6 separate regions of the Mus musculus genome follow, and regions 1, 2, 3, 4 and 6 are each linked to region 5. Evidence: chromatin contacts called from public HiChIP or PLAC-seq and promoter capture Hi-C data. All regions are on one chromosome and are shown on one strand. Each heading gives the region's core, a stretch centred on a gene start, on an enhancer-like site or on the middle of the called end of the contact. The rest is flanking DNA. Distances are from core to core; before and after follow the strand shown. Region 1 holds the start of Slc9a1 (solute carrier family 9 (sodium/hydrogen exchanger), member 1). Region 2 overlaps Wdtc1 (WD and tetratricopeptide repeats 1). Region 3 overlaps Slc9a1 (solute carrier family 9 (sodium/hydrogen exchanger), member 1). Region 4 holds the start of Sesn2 (sestrin 2). Region 5 holds the start of Ahdc1 (AT hook, DNA binding motif, containing 1). Region 6 has its middle 11 kb from the start of Tent5b.

Region 1 (4,196 bases), core at 1,621-4,120, 360 kb before region 5:
GTTGACAAAGCAGGTCAGGGCCAGCCAGCACACATTAGGACAAGAGCTATCAGGTCTGCAGGAACAAAGTTGGGACTTCCCAGAGTGGGGTCTTTCTGGTCATGCTAGTGTACTGACTAACAGCAGACACAGGTCTGCAGTGTGTGTGCCAGCTCCCAGGACTGGGACACCACGGGGCTGAGGGAGGTGTTAATTTACAGGCAGCACTTATGAAGTCTCTCCAGTCTCTCCCTCGCCTCCTACAGACAAATGACATATTATGGTCACTTCAGGGTCTTACAACAAATACAGACACACGGTGTCATGAGTCAATCGATATAGTCAAATAGCAATTCCGATGCTTATTTCACAAGAAAGACCTTCAGGAAGACACTCAGCTGTTCAAGGTCATGCATTTAGGTTTGAATCTGTATCCACGGTTCCCCTTGCTCAGACCTTGATTTTTTTTTCCCCCCCAGGAAGCTGGCTGCCATCAGGGTGTAGGTGCTGATGGCCCAGCTCCATGCCCTAACTCGGCCACTGTAACCACCTCAGCACCAAAGCCCCATACCAGGAAGCCAGCTCCTGGATCTATCAAAACAGAGGTACTGGTTAGTTCCTGCAGCATGCCACAGGGCCAGCCTCACACCAGTTTGGTGTCCTTGGGAAAAGAAGCTGCGAGACTTCCTGCCCAGAGTCTCTAACTCCTCAAAACCCAAATCTCAAGCAAAGAGGGAAGCAGAGAGAGACCCGGTGGCTCCCACTTTCAGTTCGCTGAAAGTGGGCTGGAAAACTTAAGGTAGCTTGAAAAGCCCCCTAGATACCATCTCCAGGAACTTCTGGGCTATGCAGCCTCGGGAGAACCCCACCAATCACCCAGCAGAACAGGGTGCTCAGGCTGGGCAGGAACCCCAACCCTTGGAGAAGGAACAGCATTTTCATGTCATTCTTCCAAAAAGAATATTTTAAAATCTCTTTAGACCCAGCTCTTCTCTATCTCTTTGCCTTCAATGGGTGGTCCCCGTCTCTAGTCAGTTGGGTACAAACCTGAACCAAACCTCAACCTCCTCTACTTTCTTGCCATCCCCAAATGGCTGGCTGTAGCCATTCCTATGAACTGGATAACGGTTGGCATTTCTGGACTGGGACCTGACTCAGGGGCTTCTGACTGGCCTTGGCAGGCAAAGCTGAGAGGTATCACTCTGGGGATGAAGGTAAATAAGTCTCTGGGGATCCCTGTGTTCTACCACACACCTAAGTGCCTTGTACCTAGTTCCTTACTCTACGCAAAATCCTTAGACAGGCCAAGTCCTAAAACACCCTTTCACAAAGAATGTAATAAATCCGTACTGATTCCTGTTGACAGGACAGAAAGGGCCACTTGCTAAAGGATATTCCTGTCTTACACATAGCTAAGCACCTGCCTCCTCTCTAGGTCCCATCCCAGCTGTAGGAGACCAGCCAAGCCTTGGCAGCTTTTCTGAAACCAATATCAGAAGCATCCCATCTCGTGCACGCTCCTGACCCTCCCTCCTGCTACATAATGCCAGCTCACAGGCCAGAGCTGGAGTTTAAGGACCAACAAAAAGGAGGGAGAGGCTGCCCGCCCGCGTTGCAGAAGTGGTTCATTCAGAGCCTGAGAAGCAGAACCTGGTAACAAGTGGGGCAAGAAGCTCACCTATCTGGTGGTGGCAGCAACAGCACCATCATGCACTTACCTATCTTCATGAGGCAGGCCAGGAGAATCCAGAGGGAGATCTCAAAGGGTGTGCGCACGTGAGGGTAGTCAATGTCCAGGACTGGGAAGGCCTTCCGAGATGGCTTACCGCCATGTTCAATGATTAAGTTGGTCAAATTGTGGTCATCTGGGCGATGGAGAGGCTCTGATGGTGCCGTGGTGACATCCCCAATTGAGCGTTCCCGGGGTGGTTCAGAACCTCTGATGGTGCTGGCAGTAGGGCTGTGCTGGAGGCCGTGGCTCCTGAGAACAGGTAGCAGTCCCACCAAGGCAACCACCACCAGCAAGGAGGGGAAGATCCGAGGTGGATGAAATCCCCAGACGCCGGACCACCGAAGCATCATACTGATCCCCCAGCCTAGGAGGCCTCAGCCCTTAGCGAAGTGCGTGTAAGACCTGGGACATAGGTAGCAAGGAGTCCTGCAGATGGGGTGAGACTGGGGCAATCTCTAGGAAAAGTTCATGTTTTAGAGAAGTATTTTCGTTTTCTAGAGATTCACAATCTCAAAGTCCAAACTGCAAAAAGGGGTTAAGTACCTTGGAGGGACTAAGGAGGAAACCGAAAGGATCTAGAACTTCAGGCTGAGAGAAGGAAATCGGGGAAACTGCGTCCTGAAGAGAGGGGAAGGGCCGGATAGGCTGGACCACGGGCAAGGGAAAGGAGGAAGAAGGATAGGACCTTTGGCTAAGGAAAATCACCAGGGTGCTGGAACTCGGCTAAAGGGGAGGGGTAAGGAGCCTGGGCTAAAGACGGAAAAGGGTGAGACCCACTCCGCAGGGAAAGGCGAGAGAAGGCTGGAAGGCCAGCCTGGGATAAAGGAGTATAGCAGGAAAAAGGCTGGGGCTTTCCCACCCACAGGAGAGCCAGGGTCCAGCCGCGCCGGGCTGAGATTCCGGGGAAATGGAGGGAGGCGGAAGACAGAGGCAGACGGCCTGGCGGGAAGGTGCCTCGGCGCAGGCTGGAGGCGGCTCGCAGTGAGCCAGCAGCAACACACCCCTCCTTAAGACCCCGGTGCAGAGCTGTGTTCCACCCCGGCCCAGCGGCAGCTCCTTCGGTCAGCTCCAGCTCCACTTCCAGACCTGACACAGCCCCGGGTCCCGCGGTAGCGGACTGATGCCTCGCTGAGCACAGCGCAGCCATTTATAGGCACCAACGAGTAGCAGGCGCAGCAAGCTAGAGAGACCTGTCAGCGCCCGCGCGGTGCAGCGGCCCCTGTCGCCCAGGGAAGGAAGTGTCACGTAAGAAGAGGAAGCCGAGACCTAAATTGGAAAAAAAAAAAAAAAAAAAAAAGTACAATCTAACACGAGTGACATACTGTACTATCTACAAAGTGTTTTCTTGTTAGCATGTGACTTTGAACAAGTTATTTAGCCTCTCTGTTTCACAGCTTTCTCAACTGTAAGGTGGAGATGGATAGCTATAACAAAAGGATAACAAGATGGTTAAATGAGGTGATCTATGAGAAATGTTTAGAATGAAAGGGATGGGATCGTGGTTCAGAGGTAGAGTGCTTGTCTACCATTGGTTCCTATGCCCAGTGTCACAAAATAAAGTTAAATGAATGAATGAAATGGGCTAGAAATCTGCACTCTGTATGTTCCCAAGCATTGACCTGTGCTGAGGACCGTGTGAGCTGAAATCCGTTCCTGCATCCCAGCCACAGGTGCTTTGATGGCAATGTATTGGCTTCCCTTGACTGTGGCGGCATAACCCCAGCCTCCCTGTATCCGTCTTTAGGTCCAAATTTCCCCCTTTAAAAGGACTCCAAGCAAATTGAATTAGGAATTGGCCCTAATGGCGTACCTTACCTTGATCAACTTCAAAAACCCAATCTGAGCCACGAACGGTGGGAAACTGTAATTCCAGCATTTGGGAAACTAAAGAAAGAGGAATTTTTAACTCAACGTCAGCTTGTGTAACAAAGTGAGTTCTAGACCAGGCTGAGGTCAGTAGGGAGACCCTGTCTCAAAGAGATTTAAAACAACAACAACAACAACAAAACCCCTCATCTAAATAAAGCCACATTCTCGGGCACTGAGGGGTGGGCAGGGGTAGGACTTCAGCTTCTTTTGAAAGGGCGTGTTTCAACTCATAACAGTAGTGAAACAACCAAAAAGTAAGAGGCTGGGTATTGTTTTTGTCTGTCTGTCTATCTGTCTGTCTGTCTGTCTGGTTTAAAGAGAAAAGAAGGATTTTTATTATCTGCAGACAGAAAACAGCTTCCAGAAGGGGCATGTTCTGTTTTGTGCGAAAGGCTACATTCTTACAATGTAGCCCAGCTGGCTTCTAATTTTTGGCAATCCTCCTGCCTCTCCCTCTCAAGTGGGATTACTGGTATGCACCACCACACACAGCCGGAACTGGAATTTGAATGAATGATATTGATTAGAGTTCAGAAAGGTCGAGACATTGTGTCTACATGGTGCAATCATGAGAACTCTTCCCCCCCCCCTCAGAAGTAGGATCTGAACACAGAAC
Region 2 (4,724 bases), core at 783-3,282, 300 kb before region 5:
TCTGCCTGTTTGCCCTTGGTGCCACTATACCCAGCTGGATGCTGCTGCCTGTCTGCCAAATCTGAGCACATTAATCCACTTGGTGTGAGAAGAAAATCAACTTCCATGAGGTGGTGTCCTCTGACTCCCACACCTGTGCCATGGCACACATATACAGACACAGGCACTAAATAAATAGATAGGTCTGGGGAGGCCTAGATGTCTCAGTGGGTAAAGGCCCTTACTACGAAGCCCAGAGAACTGCTACCTGTGGCAGAAGGAAAGAGCTGGCTTGAGAAGGTTGTCCTTTGACCCTGTATATGCACTTTGGCCCAAAAGCTACTCCCTAGGCCCCAAAGCTTCTCCCTAAAGATAAATACATAAACATAGTTTAAAAAAATACTAATTCTAGTATTAAGATAAGGCAGAAGAATTGTGAATTCAAGGCCAGCCAGAGCTAAATATCAAAGTCTTGTCTCCAAGCAGGGATGGGCTGGCTAAGAATTAAGACATGATACACACACATGGTAAATGAAAAAAGAAAAACCCACAGTGAGTGCTTTGAAAACAAATACTTGGCATAGTTTTTAAATAGCGTATTTTATTTTTATGTATATGCATGTTTTACCTAATAGTATATGCTAGAAGAGGGTGTTGGATCTCACAGAATTGGAGTTCCAGGCAGTTGTTAGTCAACATGTGGGTGCTGAGAGTCAACCCTGGAATCTGGGAGCCCTGCACTCTCTCTTCACCTCCTGTCAGCTCCTGTTTCATCTTTGTTTTTAGTTTTTTAGTGTTTTGAGGTGGTGTCTTGCTGTGTAGCTCTGGCTGGCCTCAAATTCTCTCTGAGATCAACCTGTCTCGGCCTCTCAAGTGCTAAGATAGAGCTGTTTCACCACAGCTGGCTTACATTACAGGTCTGTAAATCAGAACTGTCTAACACAAATCTCACCAGGCTAAAAGAAGGTGTTGGCAGCTCTGTCCCTCCAGGAGGCTGTAGGGTAGAGTAGAATTTCTTTTCTTGCTATTCCCAGTTTCTTAAACTTGGCTCCTGGCCCTTCCTTCTGCTGCATAGCCAGCAGCGGCTGGTCCGGTCCTTTCACACCTGTGTCTGCTCCTCTGTAGCCAGCACACCCAGCTATCAATTTAAGTGTTTATGTAACTGCACTGAGCCTACCTGGATAGTCCAGGATCTCAGGCCATCGCACGGTCCTAACCCTAATCATATCTGCAAAGTTCTTTTTGTCACTTCAGATATTAGATGTTTGCAGGTTTCAGAATTATGGCAGGACATCAATAAGAGACCATTATTCTGCCTATACCAGTATTCAGCTTTGCCCTCACTATAAGCAGCAGTCACTCAAGGCCATTGGTGCTCCATGATGAAGCTGTGGCTTCAGGCACAAGGATAGAAATGATTTTGACTCAGATAAAGGTGTGGGGTTGCAACCAAGTGTCTGAGAAGGCAAGAGGCCTTAGGTCTGCAGGGGCACTGGCAGCCTTGAATGTACAACTGAGGTGTCTCAGCTGGGAATTAGGTGTGTCTCTACCTCTCAGTTCTCCTCACTAGTCCCACTGGACAGATGCATCTAGTCAGTTAAGCAGCAGATACCTGCTAGACACTGTAGCTGGCTTCGGAGATGCAGTGTAATCCGCAAAGCCTGCTTTCTCAGGCCTATCTGGTGGAGGAAAAGTCACAGAGCTGCGGAGCTGTAGGATAGCATAACAGCCAACAGGAAAGCAGCCCTGCCCCCACCCACGAGCACAGGAGAGGCAAGACGCCTTGGAGGAAGGTCCTGCTCTCGGATACCTGAAGAATGGATTGCAATTGCTGGTTTGGATGCTATATACCACAGATAACGGGCTGCCCAGTTTGAATTCCTAAACAGAAATGGACTGAGGGGCAGGAGAAGGTCAGCGTCAGGGTCTGCTGCTATAGTCAGTCTGGCTCCATCTTCCACAACTATGGGATAGGCCTGCCTCTGGGTGCTGACTCCACGCCCAGGCTGCTTGCCCTCGAGGTGGCAGAATTGCAACAACTTGGAACAGTCCGTCCATCTGCATGCCTGGCAGCCGTCCATCCGTCCACATGCCTGGCCGTCATGGAAGCACCTGTGTATCCAGAGCTCCTGAGAATGGGACTCACGTGCCTGTTTCCCTCTTGGCATCTGATTCCAGGTCAAGGTTCATCTCTCAGCTGATTGCTATGGCCAAATAAGCTTTACTGTTTCCCCTGTACTGTTTGGTTTAGGTCTAACTAAACCTCAAAACCTCTTACTGTGGCAAGAAAAATGAATTTGTGCTTCCAAGACACTTGGTTTGATTTTAGGCAGGAAGTTGGTAGTTCAGTCAGTGATAATCTTGCTGCCCTTAGGCAGGGGCAGAGTGAAGAGACAGAGAGAAGCCTGCCTGGTCTAGTCATGTCATCTCCTTTGCCGAGAAACCCTAGGGTCCACTCCTCATACCTTCTGCTCTTTGTAAGTTCAAGTTTATTATGTACTGTTGACTGCCTCGTTTTTCCCTCCCTCCCTCCCTCCTTCCCTTCCTTCCTTCCTTCCTTCCTTTCTTTCTTCCTTCCTTTCTTTCTTTCTTTCTTTTTTTTTTTTTTTTTGAGACAGAGTTTCTCTGTGTAGCCCTGGCTGTCCTGGAACTCACTCTGTTGACCAGGCTGGCCTCCGACTCAGAAATCCACCTGCCTCTGCCTCCCACGTGCTGAGGTTAAAGGTGTGTGCCACCATGCCTGGCTCTGTTTCTTAAGATTTGTTTTATTTCATGTATACAAATGAGCATTTTGCCCTCATGTGCTGGTACCCACAAAGATTCGAAGAGGGCAACAGATGCCCTGGAACTGGAGTTCCAGGCATTTGTGAGCCAACCATGTGGGTGCTGGGAATTGAACCTGCGTCCTCTGCTATCTCCCACTAATCCATCTCTCCAGCCCCACTTCTTCTGATTCTGAAGTAAACCCCTCAAGGTAACTCAAGATTATCTTTTTACATTAATCTCTAGGATTCACCTTTTGTAGGGAGTGAGGGTAGAGGAATACAGGAATGGAGCCTCAAGATGCTGCATGCATGCTGGCCCTAAACTTGTCCCTTGAAGGAGATGTGCCTGTGCCTTCCAGGGATAGGGACAGACAGTTTTCAGCTTTTATAGTTTCTATGTATGAATTTCCTGCAAGGTGGGATAGAAGAAACCCGCCTTACTAACTCGTGTTGAGTGTCCACTGACAGTGCGTGGGAAAGCACTTTATATGCTGTAAAGGGGAGCATTTTCGTTCTGCCCCCCACAGGTCCCTGGCAGATGCTGAAGGTAGGGTGGTTTGCTTGCCTAACCCTAAGCTCTTGGCATTGAGCTTCCCAGGGAACTGTGCATTTCTTAACCCTCTGTTTCCTCCCCCAGGGACACTCAGGCTGTGTCAACTGTCTGGAGTGGAATGAGAAAGGAGAGTAAGTATGACCTGCAGGGGCAAGGGAGGGGCCAGAGCAGCGGAGATGGGCTCCGTTCTGTGCCATCCTAAGCTTATCTCATGACTGTCAATACAGTTTGACTAGTAACTCAAGTATAGATAGAAGCTTGGGTAACATCCAAGCCCTGTTTTACTGTAAGCCAATGTATTGGGAGAATATTGGAGATTCTTAACAAAGTAAAATATAATCTAGTAATATTTATAAGCTAACCTGCAACATCTACTGTCCTTTGAGTTATCTGTGCCCAACTCCTATCCCCTGGGAATGGGGAAGAGGTAGCGGGGACCTTGAGAAGTCAGAGTTCCTAATTCTACCCTCAGCCTGCTGGCGTCTGGTTCCGACGACCAGCACACCATTGTGTGGGACCCACTGCACCACAAGAAGCTGCTGTCCATGCACACAGGACACACAGCAAATATCTTCTCTGTCAAGGTGAGCCAAACAAGCCCCGTGGCAGGCCTGGGCTGTGGGGTGGTTGTATGGTATAGCATGTCCTGTGCTGTGAACATTGGAGAGTGGTCTCTTTTTCTCTGTTCTTCTCAAAACCATGGGCCAACTCAGGATCCATTTATATTTATTAAATCTGTATACATTTGTTAGTGTGGGAGGACACATTTGCCATGCTGTGCATGTATGTCCTCATACATGTGGAGGGCATGAGAACACTGGCATGAGTCAGTTCTTGCCTTTCGCCCTATTCCCAGAACTCCATGGGGGCTTAATCCAGTTCAGCAGATCGGACTCCATTTCTGACCTCCAAGGGCAGACGTGCAAAACATTCATAGATCTTAGAGAAAACAAAAACAAAAACACCTAGCATAGATCTTCTACCTTGGCCTAGGAAATGAATCTTAAAAAAAAAAAAAAAGATTTATTTGTTTGTTTTATTTAAATACACTGTCTCGGGCTGGTGAGATGGCTCAGCAGGTAAGAGCACCCAACTGCTCTTCCAGAGGTCCTGAGTTCAAATCCCAGCAACCACATGGTGGCTCACAACCATCTGTAATGAGATCTGACTCCCTTTTCTGGTGTGTCTGAAGACAGCTACAGTGTATTTACATATAATAAATAAATCTTTAAAAATAAATAAATAAATACATTGTCTCTGTCTTCAGACACACCAGAAGAGGGCATCAGATCCCATTACAGATGGCTGTGAGCCACCATGTGGTTGCTGGGATTTGAACTCAGGACCTCTGGGAGAGCAGTCGGTGCTCTTAACCGCTGAACCATCTCTCCAGCCCCTAGGAAATGAATCTTTTCCCTTGATAAAAG
Region 3 (4,566 bases), core at 333-2,832, 390 kb before region 5:
GTGCGATTATTATCCTCAGTTAGAAAGAGACCTAGAACAGGCCACTGCCAATGTGGCTCAGGCTAAGTCAGTTGCTGGGAGGCCCAACTACCCAAGCTCTATCCCTGGTTCCTACCAAGTGAGAGGTAAGAGCCAATTCCCAAAAGTTGCCCTTTGACCCCTACACATGCACCACAGCACTCATGCCCCACCACCCCCCAATTTAATGTAATTTAAAAATTTTTTTAAAGATCATAAAATGACTGTGTGATGGTGTGTGTCTGTAAGCCATTTGGAAACATGAAATTGAGGCCAGTCTGGGCTCCATAGTAAGTTCCAACTAAGCCTGGGATACAAAGCAAGTTCCTGTAAGAAACAAACAAATGAGGGGCTGGAGAGATGGCTCAGTGGTTAAGAGCACTGACTGCTCTTCCAGAGGTCCTGAGCTCAATTCCCAGCAACCACATGGTGGCTCACAACCATCTGTAATGCGATCTGATGCCCTTTTCGAGTGACAGTGTACTCATATACATACAATAAATAAATAAATATAAAACAAACAAGCAAACAAATGGTACAGGAGGAAAAGACCAGAATATGCCCTCTTCCTTGTCCCAAGGACACACAGCCAAGGCTACAGAGTGTTTGGGGTGACCGACACTGGGAGATCCTAGTCCTCTGTCATACTCACACCTATGGAGACACCTTACAGTAGTATGGCTGTGCCCAGACCACAGTTTCAGAGCAATTCCCTGCAGAGGCATTAGTGAAGAGTGAAGGGGGGGGGGGGTTCGGACATCCTCTACCTAGAGTCCCACACAGGCTCTGCCTGGGCCAGCACTGGCAGTATCACCCCACGGCCTTGGTGTCTGGTTTCAATGCACCTTCACCTCATGGCACCACTGACACTGGAAACATCTAAATGACATTCCTGGCAGAGGAGGCTGTCTCGGCTCCCCGGCTTTCAACCTTGAGGTGAGAAGGAGGGAAAGCAGAATGCTGGAGCTTACACAAAACCTGGAAGTGATCGAGTGTCAGCCACTGTGTCCTCCTTTAATTCCCATGGCCTGCTCCGCTCACTGTGTGGCTGCCCAGCTGGGCTCTCATTCCCACAACCACTGCAGTGCCGGCCTGGCCTGTCTCGGGGCTGTAGTGGGAGTTCCACACGCTACTCTGCCTTATATCTGAGGTGTGGCAGGGGCTATGGAGAAACAATGCTCTCAAGTTTCAAAACTTTCCAATGCTTGTTAGAAATGTCAGAGCTATGAAATGCTAGATTTTCTTTTCTTTCTGGTGGGGTAAGATACAGTCTGCAAAATGCAGACACAAGACAGAACGGAAGTTGATCACACCAAATACCTGTGGTTCCTAAGTCGGCCTCTCAGGCTGAGGCTGGCCTAAGTCAGAAGCACCACAGTGAGTTCAACGCACTGTGCGTGCCACACAGCACTTGTGCACAGATGGCAAGGTGGCACAGGAGTGGCAAAAAGGACTCAGCACAAAGAGAACCTTTCCAGGAAACCCCCTGCAGAAGGTGAGTCACAGAGCCTCACTTTCAGCTGCCACACAGATTGGCAGAGGGTTGCAAGGAACCAGACTAGGGTGGTATTGGCTTACTCAGGAAGACAGCCGCAGCCCTTAGTCCCTCACAGATCAGTCTGCTAGTCAGGGGCAGAGCTGGCTCTTCCTTTTAGACCTGTGACTTTAGCCCTTCACTGACCCAAGTCGCTGTGACTGCTGCCGCGACCTGCTGCAGCAGGATCCTTCAGTCTCCTTCATCCACTGCACTCTCCAGCCCCAAGCTCAGATCCTGACACGTGATGAGAAGGCTCAAGCTTGGCCGCTGAGCCTGTCTGATCACTTTGGAACCAGACTGCTATCTGTCCTAGCAACTGTCCTTTGCTAGTGAGAGCAGAGAGTCACCCAACAGGCAGAACGGAGAGGAACAGTGTGCTGGTACAGGCAGAATATTTCTGTTGGGAACACATGGCAACACAGGCTAGAGAGGAAGTTGTTAGTTAGATGAGTATGAAGCCCCACTTTCTCTGGTTCTCGCATGAAGCCTTGGCAGTGGATAGCAGATGAAGAAAGAGAGCCAGGCCTGCTGACTCCCAGTCCAGTGCTCACCCAGAGACAGGGGTATAACATCATTTTGTGAGCACAGTCTCAATCAATCCACGGAGGCAAGACAGCCTACAGGGCTCCAACGACCCAGGCTCAGCATCCTGGAATCTCAAAGAGAGGTCTGGTCACATGGTCATGAAGTCTGGGCTCCAGGGAAACCAGCAATGGCCCCTGCATGATACCAGATCGAGGAAGGAGGCCCTAACCCCCCATTCAGATGCCTTGAGAGACTACAGCTACAGTCAGAGGGAGAGAGGGCTAGAGACAGGCCCACACTGGTGAGCGGAAACCTGGGTCGCAGTTTCTAGATTACCACACACTGGGTGCTCATAACAAACCTTGCCTCTCTAAGCTTCCGTTCTTCCTCTCCTGCAGATATAGGCAATGTCTATGGCTCAAGGCAGCTGAAGAAAACATGACCCACACACTGACAAATGTTCTGCTTTCAGGGATAGAAACCAGGGTTCAAAATGAAGCCGGGAAGCCAACAGGCTTGAGTGCTCTGAAACTCAAGGTGACACTGATGTCCACCCTGAACATCAGAGAGTGTGGCCTTCTCTGCAGCCATGACTCTCACTAGCCCTGACTTGGGTTCAACAGCAGCATAACATGGGTGTAGAAGCAGAGGGTCCCATTTTCTGCTGGAACAGAGCTCATACATTGCCTGACACCTCTGAAAACTCAGGCCAGCTCCATGCCAGGCCCTAGAGAGGCCAGGACTCAAGGGTCAACAAAGCAGCTAACCCAGGGGCAGCTATTCCAGACCAGGGCAGCCAGCACTCTGGGGCCGGGAGACCTGACCCGTGTACAAGCTGCAGGGGCTGGTGAAGATGGCTGAGGAGGAAGACGTCACCAGGACAAGCAGCAAGCCGGTCTGACTTTCACCCCAGACCCAGTGATGCATCAGGGAGGCTCCATGGCCGGCAGGATGCTCTCTCTCCCGCCACTGACTAGCAACGGCTTTATGCCAGGTACTTAAGCTCTCACTCAGTTCCTCATTTGAGAAGTGGAACTCACAACCATTTCCACCTGGGAGGGCTGTGTTCTAAGCAGCCGAAGAGCTCAAAATAGTCAGCTAAGGGCACCATCCCATCTCTGCACACCTCACCTCTAACCCAAAATAGACTGCCAGCATGAGGATAGAGCTATGGAGAAGGAGCAGAGGCCAGGAGACCTGGGCTCCGCACACAGGCAGCACCACATAAGCACCCAGTGCCTGTTAGTTTTTGGAGGGAGGCTATAGAGCACAAACCTTCTAGAGGCCCCAAGGGGCCAGGTCCTTGTGACCTGTACAACCACAAAGCTCCCCTATAGGGAGCAAACCTACAGGTCACAAGAGTCGTGGATGTGCTAGGCTTTGCAAAAACTCCACTCTCCCGGACAGACGTAGGATGCCTGGGCCCTGGGTAGCAGAGTCCCTGCAGGCAGGTGTGGCAGGAGCTTGGGACCACACAGAACCCCAGAACGGTGGTAGACATGGTGAGAGGCATGCTCGAGGACCTTTCCCTGTCCCTCCCCCCACCCCACTCCACCCCCACCCCGGGACAATGGGGATAGTTTGTCACTCAGGCCTCTAGGGGCAGTAATTGGACTGAGCAGATAGGAGATGAGCGTGACCAGAGAAGGCTGCGCTGTAGAAGGCACTGCAGAGAAATGAAGAAACAGCAGGTTTTGTCCCAAAGTCAGGAGGGGCCAGGATCCTTCCTTGAAGGAGAGAAGCAGAAAGATGCTATAGGAAATGAGGGAGAGACAGCCAACCTAACCTCTGCTTAAATAATACAAATGAAGCCCAAAGGGGGGGGGGCTGAGTCAAGGTCATGAAGCAAAGTGGGGGTAAAGTGCTGGACGAGCACTCGGGTTCGTCTGCGCTGAAATTGGTCCTCACGCAGAACACGTGCACCAACCCTGCAAACCACTCCTGCTCTGTTTGATTTTAACCATCCTCTCCTGAGCACACTGACCAACACTTTCCTCATGCAGCAACTGAGGAAACTCAGGGTAGGAGGTTTGTTTTGTTTTGTTGAGACAAAGTCTCTCTACATAGCCCTGGCTGTCCTAGAACTAAGTATGTACACCAGGCTGGCCTCGAACTCACAGAGATCCTCTGGCCTCTGCTGGGATTAAAAGCCTGTAGCACCACTCCTGGTCTCAGTGTGGAGTTTCAACCCGGCCCTTCTGCCTGGCCTTTTGGACTCCAGAGCCACGGTCTCCTGCTGCCTGAAAAGCTGGGCTCTGGTTTTTGTCTTGCTGGGAAACAAACAGGAATTGTGGAAAGCAAGAGCTGGAGTTTGCTGTTGGCTTCTCACTCTTTCGTGTGCTCTCAGGCAGACCACCGACCCACTCTAAACCTCAGGCCCCTCTAAGATCCACAGCAATACACACAAACCCTGGGGTGAGGCAGGAGCCACCTGCCACCCTGACACAGAGGAATGGAGCCCTGCTGGGTCTGGCCTAAAGGTCTCT
Region 4 (4,697 bases), core at 1,492-3,991, 500 kb after region 5:
TTTTTTTTTTTAAATCTTTCAAGACAGGATTTCTCGGGCTGGAGAGATGGCACACTGGGTAAGAACACTGACAGCTCTTCCGAAGGTCCTGAGTTCAAATCCCAGCAACCATATGGTGGCTCACAACCATCCGTAATGAGATCTGACGCCCTCTTCTGGTGTGTCTGAGGATAGCTACTGTGTACTCACATTAAATAAATAAATAAATAAATAAATAAATCTTGTTTTTGTTTTGAGACAGGGTTTCTCTGTGTAGCTCTGGCTGTCCTGGAACTCACTCTGTAGACCAGGCTGGCCTCAAACTCAGAAATCTGCCTGCCTCTGCCTCCCAAGTGCTGGGATTAAAGGCATGTGCCACCACTGCCCAGCTAGGATTGTTCTTATGAAGACAATAACATATTCGTTTAAAAATATGCACTGGAGAGATGGAGGAGTAGCTCAAGAGAGCATTTCCTAGCATGTGTAAGACCACGGTTTAATTCCAGTACTGAAAACAAAAGTATAATATGCCATGCCACTGAGGGAGTGATCCAGAGATAGACATGATTACTGCTTTAAGTGATGTTTTCCACAGCTTAATGCAGTCAAAAAAAAAAAAATGCAGTGTGGTTGACAATCAGTTTTACCTTTCTAAATGGAAGTGTCTTCACACATGGCTGGTAATAAAGTCCATTAACTGGAAGGAAGGGGTAAGGCTTGTAAATGCGGTACTGAAGCTCCATGTGTTTGGTAAGCAGAGCCAGGAGGAGGTTAAAGGTGTTGAGGAGCAGGGGCAAGGTGACTTTTCAGCAGGGCTGAAGGGGGCTTCCGGAGGGAGCAGCATCTTGAAGGCTTCACTCAGGCCCCCAACAGGATGAAAGCTCTAAAGGCTCCCTGTCACTTCAAGGAGTAGAACTTGCAGAGGAGTATTGAAAAAGTTGAAGGATCATGGGTGTGACAGATAAGACTGAAGATGTAGGCTGAAACGTATCTTGGCAGGCCTTGAGGATCCACCTAGAGGTTTCACTTTATTCAGTAGCTGATGAAATAATACTGAAAAAAAAAATGTAGCCTGGCTACTGACATTATTGTTATTTCTGTTCGTGTGTCTGTGTGGTATTGGGAATAGAATCCAAGGCCTTGGGGTCCTAAGTGGACACTGTAATATTATCCTCTATCCTCATCCCACAGAGTATATGCATTTGTTTGTTTATTTGTTTTTGGTTTTTTGAGACAGGCTTCTGTGTAGCCCTGGCTGTCCTGGAACTCACTCTGTAGACCAGGTTGGCCTTGAACTCAGAAATCCACCTGCCTCTGCCTCCCAAGTGCTGGGACTAAAGGCGTGTGCCACCATGCCCGGCTGAGTCTATGTTTTTAAGGAGAAAGCTGAATCTGATATAGAGTTGTTTAGAAAAGAATTAACCCAAAGGGATATTCAGTGGCCAAGGGTATATTATTAGAAGCACGTTGTGCCAGGTGGCATAAGGTAGAAAGAAAAAAAAAAAGTCTAAATGTAGACACTGCCCTCAACAAGTTTATAATAAAAACTTTCAGATAAGACAAATACACAGAATATGACAACACAAGTTACAGTATGGAAAGTATTAAAACACAGAGAGAAAGGTCCAGCCCGAGTTTAGGGCTCTAAGGAGCATGCAGGTGAACTCCCTTCCCTACAGAAGGCATTAGACCAAGTCAGGAGATCACCTTTGGTATCATAAGCCTAAACTCAAGACTATTTCAGGCAGGAACTGAGAGGATTAATCAGCTCCAGCTCTGTCTAGGACTCCTTAACCAGAATAAAGAGAAACTTGAAACGGGAGAGGCCTGAAGAAAAACCGCGAAGGAGATGAGTAGAAGTGAATGGGTGAATCAAGGGTAAAGTGCTGAGATCTGGATGGAAGAGGTGAGTGTAGGGAAGTCATGAGAGTGAATGTCTAGAGAAAAAGAGGGCTAAAAACAGAAACTAGGAGAGCACCCACGTTTAGGGAGTGGATGGAAAAAGAGGAGTCAGAGAGGAGTGGCCAGAGGGAGAAGTGAGAAATAGATCAAGCCAAACACCTAAGTTACAAAGTTTCCATGAGTGCCTGGAGGGTGGAAGGCGGTGTGAAGGCACCCAAGGCAGGACAGAAGAGGGGAAATTGTAGCAATGAGGATTGAGATTAAATTTGAGATTGTCAAGGGTATTTCAGTGAGGGCTTTTCCAGAGACTCCACAAATAAGGTGATTTCCTTGGTTTAGTGTTTCTGAAGGTGCAGATCCCTCAGGGCCTGAGGGGACAGGGTGGTGGCTCTTGGCTTCAAATTTGTGGGTTTTGATCTATAATTAGAAGAACTGGATGTGTGTGGTTAGAACTCTCTGCAGACCTAACCAGTCCCTCCAGGAACTGGAAAGCTGAAGAACTTACTCAGAAGGGATTTCACACCTGGCTGTCTGGCCCAGCCCCGTGAAGTCCCGTTTCATCACGCAGCCCTAATGACTCCTTGGGCTGTCACTCTCATCTGGTATTGCCAGAGACCTGACTAACGCCTTCATGCAAAAGTTTGCAGCATCTGTGCGAGGCCAACTACAGCTCCCAGAGTTCCCAGGCGCTTGTCGATGCTGATTGGACGGAAGGTTGGCTCCGGAGGGAGGTGTCGGCTCCGCCTCCCCGAGAAACAGGCATCTGATTGGCTGCGCCGTGGGACTTTTGTGTCCCCGCCCTCCCCCAGGGACCGCAGCGGGCTGACAGAGCCGGGCGAGCGCTGGCAGTTCCGTGGTGGGGATGGTGAGGAGCGCCGGCTTCCCGAGCAGCGCTGGCCACTGCGGACTTCCGAGGCACTCCGGGCCGTGAAAACCTCTGCGCCGCGGCCAATCTCAGGCCTCCGAGGCCGGCCGCAGTTTTCCAAGCTGGGCTGAAAGGAGTGTCTATCGCCGTAGCGCCGGTTCTCCTAATCCCGAGAGACAGCCCGGGGATCTCGAGCTTCCCCGGCGACCCCTAGTCCCGGCCTCCTGTGCGCGCCCGACCTAGACCCCTCGGGTGTCCCAGGCGCGGACGAGCCGCGGCCGGGTCCTGGCGTACACCATGATCGTAGCGGACTCCGAGTGCCATTCCGAGATCAAGGGCTACCTGCCGTTCACCAGGGGTGGTGTGGCCGGCCCCGAGACCCGAGAGGTAAGCAACAGCCGGGCGAACCCGCTCTCCTCCAGCCACCGCCGAGCTTCGGGCAGACCCGGTCTAAGTCTGGTGCGCTCCCCCCGGGCTTAGGGTCTGAGAGCACGTAAGCTAGGGCTAGGGTTGCATCAACTGCAGCCTCCGCTCTCCCTTCCCCTCCCCACTGCCCTCTCTCTCTTTACCCTCCCCACTACCACCCTGGGAGGGAGGGGGATGCGGAGCCCTCCCTGGCTCCTTCGGACTCCTGGCCAATGAGAGGGGACGCCTTCTCGTGGCTCTTTGGGTTTGTTCTCTGCTAAAGCGAGCGTCTTCAAGTCCAGGCAAATCCCGGCCGGAGAGACCCGACCACTCCTCCTCCCCGCCCCCTTCCGCAGAATCCCTTCCTCTCGGTGGGGGCAGGCGGGCTGGGAGCTCTTTCTAGGATCGGTTTCTGGTCCTGTCGCTCAGCGAAGGGAGTAAACCACCTGGGACTGACCAGGGAAGGTCGATTCCCTTTTTCAGTCCTTACCTGCACCCCCGATCTGGAGACTGGTCCGAGTGCTTTATGGGTCTGGCTGGCGGCCTGATCCTCGGCGGCGGCAGCCTGAGAGAGCTAGGGGAGAAAGCGGATAACCCTTGGTCCCTTGATAGATTGCTTCCTATTAAATTGTTCTGGGGTCCTCAAAGTTTGTTTTGCTGTCTCCTCAGAGCGTAGAGAGACTTCACAGGGAGACAAGGTATAATGCCAGTATAAAGCCCCCGTCTCCCTCCCAGCAGTCTCGATAGTGGACATAGTCTATGTCGTGTATGGAGCACCTACTAGATGCCAGGATATAGGTTTTGTCTGACAAAGACAGCAAATACAAAACGTATTTTAACCCCATTTTACAGAATGAGAAAATTGAGGCCCGAAAGGGACAGAGAGAGGCCTAGCCCTCATTCTCTGGACTGTGTGTGACTAGGATTTTGGAGAATGCTTGGCACTGCAGAAGATACTGATCCTTTTTGATTTTCTAAGCCTAGAGCAGTGTGGAAGGTCTATTGCCGGGGCTGGAAATAGGTACAGTGGTAGTCCCAAGGTGTATGATCTTAAAACCAGCCCATGTCTGAGGAAATGTCTTGGGGGGGGGGGGTCGTTGGAGGCAGCCATCAGTCTGTTGCTTCTTCATATGGTTTAGGAATCTGTATGCAGAAAGGACACCTCGCCTCAGCCTCTTTGCTGATAACTTTTGTCTGCCTTGTGAACAATGTTGTTTTTGTTAGTGAGCGCCCCAGAGCACTGAGGGAGGTGAGGGCTGGATTCCAGTCCCACCCTTCACTTTCTCCCTGGATGGGTTATCTCAGCTGAGCGATCGCTTTTGATTGCAGTCTCTTACCGGGTATTTTGATAGTATCTCTAAAAGGTTGTTGGACATTAACTTAAAATACAAGCAAATGCATGAAGAGTGCCTGGGACATATTTACTGCGGGGGGGGGGGGGCTGGCCTTGTATTTAAAATGCTAGCTTCTGGAAGACTGACTTTAGCTGACATCTCTCCCCACCCCCCAGTGCCTCTCAAGGGGCTTCCAGAGTCTATTCTCTACT
Region 5 (4,572 bases), core at 377-2,876:
CCAGACCCAGCCAGGGAAGGCGCCCTCAGCCAGAAAGCAGAGATTCAGCAGCTCACCCCAGCTCCCGACCTAGGGGGCTGACAGCTGTCACTCAGCACCCCACCCCCTGGGGAAGAGGGGGCCGATTCAATCAGAGCCCTAGAGGAAACGTATTGATACACGATTATTTATTTATTTATGCAAAAGTGAGCCGACTTTGTTCGCCAGGTAACCGGGCACGCGGCCCAACCCCTCTGGCCAGGCCGCCCCCAAATCCCTCCTCCGCCCCACACCCCCTCCGGGTCATTAGGTCCCCGCCCCTCAACTCCCAGAGCGCCAACGGAACCTTGGGATTTGGGGGCTGGAGGGGAGGGGCTCCTCCCTCCGCAGTCTCCCCTTTTCCCAGCGCCTATCCTAAAATCCAGCCTTGTTCTCCGCTCCCACGGTCCCCCTACATCCCCCCCCCCACATTCTCAGCAAGCTGGAGAGCAAATTGCAGTTTTAAATCCAAAGGCGGAGGGAGGGGGAGGAGGAGGGGGTGCGCGGCAGCTCTGGGCGCGCACCTCGCCCCCGAGCCGGGGGAGCCGCGGGGCGGCCAGGAAACCCGAGAACCCCCCCTCCCCGCCCCCCCTCCCCGTCCACCTCCCCCTCCCCCTTCCCGGCGCTGCCTGCCAGGCTTCGAGCCGAGCCCAGCCGAGCCGCGGGCCCCGGTGGAAACAAAGACCGATCGCACCGCGGGCACCGCAGCCACGGGGTCCGGCGGACCGGACTGGGGGCGCTGGGCCCCCCCACAGTGCGCTGCACAAAAGAGCCTGGCCGGCCGGTCCCCAACCGCGTCTATTGCTGGGCAGGAGGCGCTACTTACCGGAGTGCTGGGCTGCCGGCTCCGTGGGTCCGAGCCAGGCGAGGGGTTTCGGGGGGCGTCTATCTTCCGCCGGCGGCAGCGACACGGGCGCCCGGCTGCTGGGAAGAGGAGTCGTAGAGGAGCCCTGAGCCGCCTGCCGTCGCTGACAGCATGGCTCGCGCCTCGGCTCACATTCTCCGCCGCTAACTCCGCTGGACACGGCCCCCCGCTCCCGCGGCGTCCCCCCCACCACGATTACTCCTTCGCTATCTGCGCCCCACTCGCTTCCCCAGCCGCTCACACACTCTCACAGCCCTGGACACCCCCGCCCCAACCCCCCAATTGCAAACCTGGGAGGGAAGACGCCCCGCGTAGTCCTCCTGCTCCTCCTCCGCCGCCCTCCTCCCTCCCGCTCTGTCTGTCTGTCTGTTTGTCTGCCTGTCTCTATTTCTCTCTCTCTCTCTGCCTTTCTCTGCTCTCCGAGCTGGGTGGGAAAAGGAAATGAGGACAGAAAGCAGACGCTGGCTTTGGGTGGTGGTAGCTGGATTCCCTCTCTCCCTCCCTCCTCCCTCCTCCCCTCCCTCCTCCTGCCTTCTGCTCTCTCCGCTGCGAGCGGGGCTGAGCGCAGCCTGGCGGGTGGCTCGCTCGGCCCGCCCGCCCGCCTGTCTGTCTGTCTGGTCTGCCTCGCTCGCTCCCTCCCTCCGTCTCTCGCCCTCGCCCTGCCTGCCTGCCTGCCTCTCTCCGTCTCCGCCGCCGCCGCCGTTGCCTCTGCGAGCTCGCCTTACCTTCGCTGCTCACCATCCGGAACCCCAGGGGGGAGCGCGCGCAGAGCACGCCGGGACTTGTAGTCCCTGTTCGGCCGCTCCGCGCGCTGTGCGGGCGGGGCCACTCCGGCTGCTCCGACGGCGCGGCCCGGAGCGGACCCTATGCCGGAGTATCCCTGGCCCGGATGAATCCCGTTTTATCTAGGACTGCTGATCCTCCTCAAGGGTTAGGAACATTCCGGGCGTTCCGAGGCCCCTACTCGGGGCTCTGGCTGCGCCAAGGTTGCGGGTGGTAGCGCAGGGGCGGGGTCTGAGAATAAAATGAGTGGAATCGGGCATCAGAGGATGAGCCAAAAGGGCTGCGACTTTCTGGGGTGTCCCAAACACGTTGAGAGGGCCCATGGAGAGACGAGAGGACCTACACTTTCAATTTGGGGACGTTTTTCCTATCAGAAGAGGCGTTTGGCAAGAAAGCCGCTCTGGAAACGCTACAGTCTCCTCCGCATTTCGTGGCCCTTCGCCTCAAACTCAGCCCTGGATTTAGTTCTTCCAGCGCCTACTTTTTATTGTCGTCCACGGGCGGCGAGGGCGCAAAAAATTCTGGACAAAGTGTAGATACCATGCCTTCTGAATTTGAACAATTGTTTGTGAGCGGAATTCAACAGTTCTCCAGCGCCTGCTGCGGCGTGGGGGTTGGGCGCAGCACTTTCACCTACCTCCTCTTCAGGTCACATCTGTTCTCCAGCCCCTGGCTCTGGGCCCCCTGCCTTGCCTATCCCACAGATGGGAATGTGCGCCTCTGAGGAAGGCTTTGTTACCCCCAGGGAGGTGGCTGGACAGCTCTGAAAGGAGAATTGCCGCGGCTGCCATTTACTGAGCACCCGGGCAGCACGGGGTCCTTGGAGCCTTGCAGAAAAAACCCTACGAGACCTTATTTCTATTTTAGATATAAGAGTTCCGGAGCCCAGGTGTCCCGATTAGAAAGTGGTAGATTCAGCATCTGGATAATTTCAAAGCTTCCTTCCTTCCTTAACCCTTGGGCGGTAACAGAGTGGTGATTCCCTCTACTCCACCCCCCCCCCCCCGCGTCCCCGCCATCCTTTACTGTTGATCTTTCTTCCCTGTGTCTATGTGTCCTCCCTTGGCACTAAGGTAGATAAGGTTTGCAGAAGAAACAGATGAGTGATGCAGTGATCACTGCCCTGCTACTTGTCTATTGACTGCTTCTGAGCTGATCCCAACTCATGACTGTGTCTGACATTCCTTTGGCCAATGTCTGCCAACTTAGTCCATCTTGCCCCATGTCCTAAGCTTCTCTAGCAATGCCTTTACTCCCTGATCCACCTGCTTCTGATGCCTTCTTTGCTCTTGCAGGGTAATTGCTAGTCAACACATGTTTAGATGGTGACATTATGCTAACAACACATCCACACCACCTTCACCATCCCTCCATCTCTCCCAGTCCCTACCTATAGAGCAATTGAAACTTTTCCAGAAAGCAAGTAACAGGGGAGGCTCTAAAAAGCACACCCACTGATGTGGCATCGTGGCACATGTGGCCAGCTGGAGAGGCCTCTGTCTAGGGGCCACTTCGCTTGCAGACAAAGTAACCCCAAGAACTGATTATGATAAGAACGGGCATTAATAAAAGCAGGAGGTGCTTTAGCGATCCTTTGTAGCTTCAAAACTCAACTCTGAGGTCATCACAAGCAGAACTTTTGGTGTCTTGCCATAACTGCCGCCCATAGGGCAAACTTTAGTGCTGATGGGTGTGAGAGACTCCCAGGTCTGCCCATCTCTAATGCCTCACCCACCTTTACCAAGGATAGGAAGACCCTTACTGCTTGAATTAAATGTAGGCAGAGGTTGGGATGAGATCATACTGGTGGCAGAGAGCCCCAGGAAAGATGGGACTAATCGATATTCAAGAAAAGCATAAAGGGGGCGGGGGGAATGGCTAGTTAGGTGGCAAAAGGCACACGAAAAAGAAGTTAGGTAGAATTTCCCAAATATGCTCCAAATTCTCCAGGCTGCTTCAGGTGTCCCCTCTGCAGAAGTAGTGGGTAGCCCCAAAGGGTTACAGATTCCTAGAAACAAAACACAGCAGAGCCTTCCTGGAATTTAGGGACAGGTTTTTCTTATGGAGCCTTTCCAAAGTATGTTGGGGAAGGGGTCCCCCAAACTGCACATGAACTATTATGCGGGATGCTGCTGCCACCTAGTGTCCAATCTCCATATCTGCTCCGGTGATTTAAGCTGAGGAAGAGCTAGGAAGAGCCTCTCCTCTTTCTGGGGTCAGCTTCCTCCAACCACGTTTGTTTCACTGGAGACAAAACCTAGTATATTCAGACCCAGGAAATATTACTTGAAAGTAAAGATAAAACTGTGGGGACCTAAGGTTTTAAAGGCCGTGTAAACTGGGATCCAGGCACACCTGGGCTTGCCTTTATTTGTTGTGTTGTCAGAGGCCCAGGTTTCCATGGATAAAATAGACTCAGGTTCCTGAATGGTATGTGCCTGTAACCCCAGCATAGGGAAAGTGGAAGCAGGAGGATCAGAAATCTAAGGTCATCTTCAGCTGTACAGGTACACAAGGCCAGCCTGGGCTACATGAGAGACTCCCTCTAGAATAAATAAATAAATAAACAAATAAATAAATAAATAGAAAACTGGCAAGGTAGAGGAGAGATTAGGTTATAATAAGAATGGCAATGACAGCCGGGCAGTGGTGGCACACTCCTTTAATCCCAGCACTTGGGAGGCAGAGGCAGGCAGATTTCTGAGTTCGAGGCCAGCCTGGTCTACAAAGTGAGTTCCAGGACAGCAAGGGCTACACAGAGAAACCCTATCTCAAAAAACAAAACAAAACAAAAGAACGGCAATGACTGATAGTCCCTGGGATTCATAGAAAGGGGAGAAACGATGGGTGCCCCCTCTCTGAATACAAAGGTTCTGGGGCTTCCAGAAAGGATGTCTGAATTGCTA
Region 6 (4,666 bases), core at 1,750-4,249, 460 kb before region 5:
AGTTCTAGGTTATGAATGAGATCACGTGGTTTTTGTCTTTCTATCCATGTACTGACAAAGACAGGATCCCGCTTTTCTATAGTTTACTGTTTGTACATAACCACATTTTCTTGATCTGTTCTGTGGATGCCTCTTTGAGCAGTGTTATAGTAAACATGGAATGCAGATGTCTCTTCACAGGCTGATTGAAATTCCAACCCTGTTAGCATTCCTTCTAGGCTCTGCCCCAAAGTTTCCTGGCTTAATATAAAAGGGACTGTCTGGCCCCTCTCTTATCTCTGCTCCTCCTCCCTTTCTCCCCACACCCCTTCCCCCACTCTCTATGTGTTCCTGGCCAGCCTTCCTTCTCTCTCTCTCTCTCTCTCTCTCTCTCTCTCTCTCTCTCTCTCTCTCTCTCTCTCTCTCTGCCTTTCTCTATCTCTACTCCCTTCTCAACTCCCCTCCCCATGCCCTAAATAAACTCTATTCTATACTGTACCCATCCTGTGGCTGGTACCTCAGAGGCAGGGATGCCTCAGCACGGGCCCACAGCGGCACCCCCTCCCACCACACCATATCTCACTCTATCAAACATATCCTTGGTTCCCTTTTCTTTTTTATAAAACACAAGAGACCCCACTTAGTAGTGGGATTAATCACATTGCAGTTCCATTTGTGACTCTTTACATTTATTTGTGTGTGTGCCAGAGTGCACTCATGTACAGTATTTATGTGGCCATGAGAGCCATATTCCTTTAGCAGTCAGAGGGCCACTTTTGGGAGCTTTTTTTCTCTTGCCATGTTGCTTCCTGAAGGTGGCCACTCAGGTTGTCAGGGTTGTTAGCGTGAGGTTTTACCTGCTGAGCCATCTCATCAGCCTATTTAAAAATTTTTAATTATTTTTTATTTTATCTGTTTTATATACTCTATATTTATTCCATAGGTGCTTTTGCCTGCATGTATGTGTGACACTTTCATGCTTGCTGTCCACGGAGGCCAGACGAGGGTGCCAGATCCCCTGGGGTGGGAGTTGCGGACAGTAGTTCCCTGTGGGTGCTTGAACTCAAACCCGAGTCCTTTGAAGAGCAGCCAGGGCTCTTAACCATTATACCATCTCTCCAATCACACTTTTTTTTTTTTTTTTTGAGAACTTGCATACTCTTCCTTTTCTTCTCCTTCTTCTTCATCTTTTGGGCAGTCTCCTAGGCTAACCTTCAATTTGCAGATAGCCTTGAACTTCTGATCTTTCTGCCTCTACTTCTTGGAAAGCTGGGATTACATGGTGTCGCTGTATTACCCAAGACCTCACCTATGTGGCTCGGCAAGTGCTCTACCAACTGAGCTCCATGCCCAGCCCCTTAAGTAACCGGGTCTCGCAGGAAGTGGTGAAACTTGGCCTTAGACAGGTCCCCTGGGGTGAAACTTTGCACTGGGCTCTCCCTAAGATCACTGAAAGCTGACGCTCCTGTTTTCCCAGAAAGCCTGGTGCTGTGGGAGTCCGGTGCAAATTTCTCACTTTGACCTCCTAAGGGCTCTGTGGCCTGGGTGCAGTTCACTTGCCTTCGCTCTGCCTGGGTTTTTCATCTTCATTGAACTGCTGGCTACTTCCAGGACTGGCGTGGAACATCCAGTGTATCGGCATTCGGCATCACTCTGCCCACTCACTCTCCTGAGAGTGCTAACTTGCTAATAATCTGGGGCAAGTTTCAGACAGGCGTGGTGTGTCTGCTCATTGGTGGAGAAGAGCAGAAAGTAGGGAGAGAGAGATCCGAACGGGAAAGGCAGGACCATGAGAAAGCCCAGCCGGACTGAAGACAAGCCAGCGAAGGCCATTAAGATAGAATGGCTGGCAGAGCCAAGTGCTGGAAGGAACTTGACCCCACTTCTCTCAGTTGGGCAGCTAGTGAAGTCCCGCCTTCTTATGAGCGCTACTCAGGCCGTCCAATCAAAGAGGAGGCAGGTGGAGACACTGGATGAGTATGGCGAGGAAACTGAGGTCCTGAAGTGCACTCACTTCTGTCCCCTTGGGGCCTGGATGACTAGACTAAAAACAGCAGCCAGTGCGCAGGAATGGGTTCCAGGGTCTCCGCCATCGCGCCTCCCCTCCATTCCCCCACCCCCCTTTTTCGTGACAGGGCTTTTCTGTGTAATGATCCCAGCTGTCCTGGAACTTGCTTTGCAGACCAAGCTGCCTCTTTCCCCCAAGTGCTGGAACTATAGGCATGTGCCGCCACACTGGGCTCTACTGCCCCTCTAACAAATACTTTGTAACCTGTCTTTATTCAGTAGAACTCAATTCGTCACACAGAACAGCCTATGGAGGCGTTCCCAATTTGAGCTGTGAATGGGGGACAGCCAAGATCTCAGGTGGTCGGTGGTCTTACAACTCTGACCCTTTTGCCTCTACCTCCCAACTTCAGACTTGGGTCACCACTCCAGGCTCCATGAGGACAGGGAGAAGGGAGAAGATGGGGAGAAGAAGGGGAGGAGGAAGATGGAGTTGGGGAGTGGGAGGAGGAGGAGAGGGGGAGGGGGAAGAGGAGGAATCAATATGTTAACTGAAATGTAAAGAAATACTGGGAAGTAATTACAGGGTCCCTCTGTCTCTGACCTGTATGTACTTAGCCTGACTTGTCACAGGCATCCCTAAGAGTCAGCTGGGGACCGATTATTGCAGATTCTGAAGTTACCTGCCCGCGGAGGGAGTTGGAAGTACGTTTCCACTCATGGCCCCTCTGCTCTTCCCCTAGCTGCAAGCAGTCACTCCCCGCCCCCCCCGCCCCCCGCGAAGCACACAGACCCCTGTGTAAGGCCCTTGGGCTAGAGCTGTCCCCTCCCAGACTTGACCAAGGGGCAGCGCCGTCCTGGGCTCGCCCTGCCGCTCAGCCTCATTCTCCGCGCCCACACGGCTGGTCACTAGCTGCAGACACAGCAGTTCCCACGGGAGCCGTGGGTCCTAGGAACACACCGCGGGCGAGGGAGGAGGCTCGGGCATTGACGTCAGAGGGGCGGAACCTCAGCGCCCCACCCTCTGCCTGGTCGGTAAATCCCCGCCCTGGCGTGGATTCCCTTGGCTCCCTTCTGTCATCTCCCTTCTCTCCGTCATTCGCTGCCCTGTCTGGTTTAGGTTCCTGCAGTTTGGAGGCCGAGGCGACCCAACTGTCTCTCCATCCTGATCTATTTGCAAGAAGGCAGCCTCGGAGAGCTAAAGTTCTGGGTGAGGAACCGGTGCGTCCTGGGGAGGCTGTGAGCGCTTCAGAGTGAGGTCAGAGAATGATCCCTGCCCTGCTCCGCCCTTCCCTGCCAGGACAACAGATTTATAGTTTATAAAGTGCTTGTTTCAATTATAAAAGTTTCCAAGGGGGCTGGAGGTTCCGTGGTTAATAGAGCCTCGGGTTCTTTCAGAGGACTTGAGTCCAGTTCCCAGAATCTACATTAAACGTCTCACAACCACCTGGAACTCAGATCCAAAGAATCCAATACCTCTAGCCTTCGAAGGTACCTGCACACACGTAGAAACACCCACACAAATACGTATAACTTGAAAAATAAAATCTTTGAAAATTTTAACTTAAAAAACTTTTAAAAAAGCCGGGCGTGGTGGCACATGCCTTTAATCCCAGCACTCGGGAGGCAGAGGCAGGCGGATTTCTGAGTTCGAGGCCAGCCTGGTCTACAGAGTGAGTTCCAGGATAGCCAAGGCTACACAGAGAAACCCTGTCTTGAAAGAAAAAAAAAACTAAAAAAAAAAAAAAAAAAAAAAAAAAAGTATGTGTCTAGGGGCTGGAGAGATGGCTTAGTGGTTAAGAGCACTTGCTGTTCTTACAGAGGACCTGAGTTCAGTTCTCAGGACCCACAAAGACTCACTACTCAGGCAACTGCAGTTCTAGGTAACCTAGCACCCTCTGCTGGTCTCTGCACCAGGTATGTGAGTGCTACCCATGTATCCCCACAGGCAAAACATCCATACACGTGAGATAAAAATATATATATTTTTTTTTAAAAAGAAAGGGATGTGTATGTATGATGGGCAAGCACTTGCTGTGGCTAGCATGCAGAGGTCAAAGGTTGACTCCATGCAGTCTGGCTTTGTCTCTACCTTTTCCAGTGGTGGAACTTGGGTCTTCAGACTTGTGTCACATTATCCACTGAGCCAGTTTGCTGGCCCCAAAGTGTTTCACTGGGGTGCTTTCTTGCCTCCACCACGTTCACAAATTTGCTGTTATTGCCCAGAGACACCACATCACTAACACCAAGTATCTGAGCTAGGAAACGGGTCCAGGAGTTGAACCTTATATGTTGGACTGTACCAAGATAGCTTTCCTGGGTCTCCTGGGCCTGCATTATTCGGGAAGTCAAACCATTGCCATACTTGACGCTGGGGGCTCCGAGGGGCCAATGAGATCTTTAGGTTTGGATGTCAGAGATGCAGTACGGAGAGGGGGGATCTTGCTCTCAGGTCAGGTAAGGCTCTAGACCTACACCACACACACACATCACACACCACACCCCACACCCCTCCCTCAGCTCTCAGATGGTCTCTAGGACCGACACGAGGCTGTCTCCTGCCAGCTCCCAAGGGGCAGTTAGGGTATAGGAGGTCAGGGGTAGGGTAAGACTTCTCCAGATCAAAAGAGGAGCCTGACAAGGAGGGAAGGGGATCTAGGGCCTCAGAAGCTATACTCTG

What was found. Promoter capture Hi-C pulls out the DNA fragments that hold promoters and counts their contacts. HiChIP or PLAC-seq counts read pairs in DNA pulled down with a chosen protein or histone mark. Capture Hi-C pulls out chosen DNA fragments and counts their contacts.
Region 1: a contact with region 5 is called in a promoter capture Hi-C map of adipose tissue, with 2.6 times the contacts expected there. The contact joins the promoter of Slc9a1 here to the promoter of Ahdc1 in region 5. A contact is called at or near these places in 6 of 39 promoter capture datasets (cranial neural crest, embryonic stem cells, frontonasal cranial neural crest and 2 more), 1 of 484 Hi-C or Micro-C datasets (CD4 T cells), 9 of 115 datasets of contacts at active chromatin or transcription factors (the SCID.adh cell line, astrocytes, embryonic stem cells and 5 more) and 3 of 9 other capture datasets (adipose tissue, embryonic stem cells and liver).
Region 2: a contact with region 5 is called in a promoter capture Hi-C map of liver, with 5 times the contacts expected there. The contact joins the enhancer-like site here to the promoter of Ahdc1 in region 5. A contact is called at or near these places in 25 of 39 promoter capture datasets (the 3T3-L1 cell line, 3T3-L1-derived adipocytes, the C10 cell line and 14 more), 7 of 15 datasets of contacts at CTCF or cohesin (CD8 T cells, the NIH/3T3 cell line, embryonic stem cells and 3 more), 128 of 484 Hi-C or Micro-C datasets (the 3T3-L1 cell line, 3T3-L1-derived adipocytes, the 63-12 cell line and 73 more), 41 of 115 datasets of contacts at active chromatin or transcription factors (the 230-238 cell line, CD8 T cells, the HPC-7 cell line and 27 more) and 3 of 9 other capture datasets (adipose tissue, embryonic stem cells and liver).
Region 3: an H3K4me3 HiChIP or PLAC-seq map of stem cell-derived neural progenitor cells shows a contact between it and region 5, with 4 times the contacts expected there. The contact joins the enhancer-like site here to the promoter of Ahdc1 in region 5. A contact is called at or near these places in 5 of 39 promoter capture datasets (cranial neural crest, embryonic stem cells, hippocampal neurons and 2 more), 5 of 115 datasets of contacts at active chromatin or transcription factors (astrocytes, embryonic forebrain, embryonic stem cells and 2 more) and 1 of 9 other capture datasets (embryonic stem cells).
Region 4: an HNF4G HiChIP or PLAC-seq map of pancreatic cancer cells shows a contact between it and region 5. The contact joins the promoter of Sesn2 here to the promoter of Ahdc1 in region 5. A contact is called at or near these places in 2 of 115 datasets of contacts at active chromatin or transcription factors (extraembryonic endoderm stem cells and pancreatic cancer cells).
Region 6: an H3K4me3 HiChIP or PLAC-seq map of bone marrow-derived macrophages shows a contact between it and region 5, with 4 times the contacts expected there. The contact joins the enhancer-like site here to the promoter of Ahdc1 in region 5. A contact is called at or near these places in 10 of 39 promoter capture datasets (the 3T3-L1 cell line, cranial neural crest, embryonic stem cells and 5 more), 2 of 15 datasets of contacts at CTCF or cohesin (embryonic stem cells and large pre-B cells), 18 of 484 Hi-C or Micro-C datasets (B cells, the G1E-ER4 cell line, the HPC-7 cell line and 10 more), 13 of 115 datasets of contacts at active chromatin or transcription factors (bone marrow-derived macrophages, craniofacial prominence, embryonic forebrain and 7 more) and 2 of 9 other capture datasets (embryonic stem cells and liver).

Annotation. Positions count from the first base shown.
Region 1 is chr4:133,368,409-133,372,604 of GRCm38.p6, reverse strand. It overlaps Slc9a1 (solute carrier family 9 (sodium/hydrogen exchanger), member 1), which reads right to left and starts at 2,870. Exons shown (of 12, transcript NM_016981.3): 1 at 1,698-2,870. The coding sequence starts at 2,061. Mir5122 (microRNA 5122) reads right to left here and starts at 2,829; the gene lies at 2,741-2,829.
Region 2 is chr4:133,312,464-133,317,187 of GRCm38.p6, reverse strand. Wdtc1 (WD and tetratricopeptide repeats 1) reads left to right here. Exons shown (of 16, transcript NM_199306.4): 4 at 3,382-3,428; 5 at 3,770-3,881. Among named protein-coding and RNA genes, the nearest start is that of Wdtc1, 24 kb to the left of the region's middle. Within about 2 kb of position 2,032, at least 13 of the 459 cell types and tissues checked have an H3K27ac peak or open chromatin away from gene starts, as enhancers often do. A contact at or near this core is called in VIP interneurons, cerebellar granule neurons, cerebellum and 3 more, where this site is marked.
Region 3 is chr4:133,396,652-133,401,217 of GRCm38.p6, reverse strand. The region is part of intron 1 of Slc9a1 (solute carrier family 9 (sodium/hydrogen exchanger), member 1); the gene reads right to left. Among named protein-coding and RNA genes, the nearest start is that of Mir5122, 29 kb to the right of the region's middle. Within about 2 kb of position 1,582, at least 91 of the 459 cell types and tissues checked have an H3K27ac peak or open chromatin away from gene starts, as enhancers often do.
Region 4 is chr4:132,508,500-132,513,196 of GRCm38.p6, reverse strand. Sesn2 (sestrin 2) reads left to right here and starts at 2,741. Exons shown (of 10, transcript NM_144907.1): 1 at 2,741-3,133. The coding sequence starts at 3,044.
Region 5 is chr4:133,008,560-133,013,131 of GRCm38.p6, reverse strand. It overlaps Ahdc1 (AT hook, DNA binding motif, containing 1), which reads right to left and starts at 1,626. Exons shown (of 7, transcript NM_146155.3): 1 at 1,609-1,626; 2 at 845-942.
Region 6 is chr4:133,466,559-133,471,224 of GRCm38.p6, reverse strand. No RefSeq gene overlaps it. Among named protein-coding and RNA genes, the nearest start is that of Tent5b, 11 kb to the left of the region's middle. Within about 2 kb of position 2,999, at least 213 of the 459 cell types and tissues checked have an H3K27ac peak or open chromatin away from gene starts, as enhancers often do. A contact at or near this core is called in bone marrow-derived macrophages, cardiomyocytes, cortical neurons and 6 more, where this site is marked.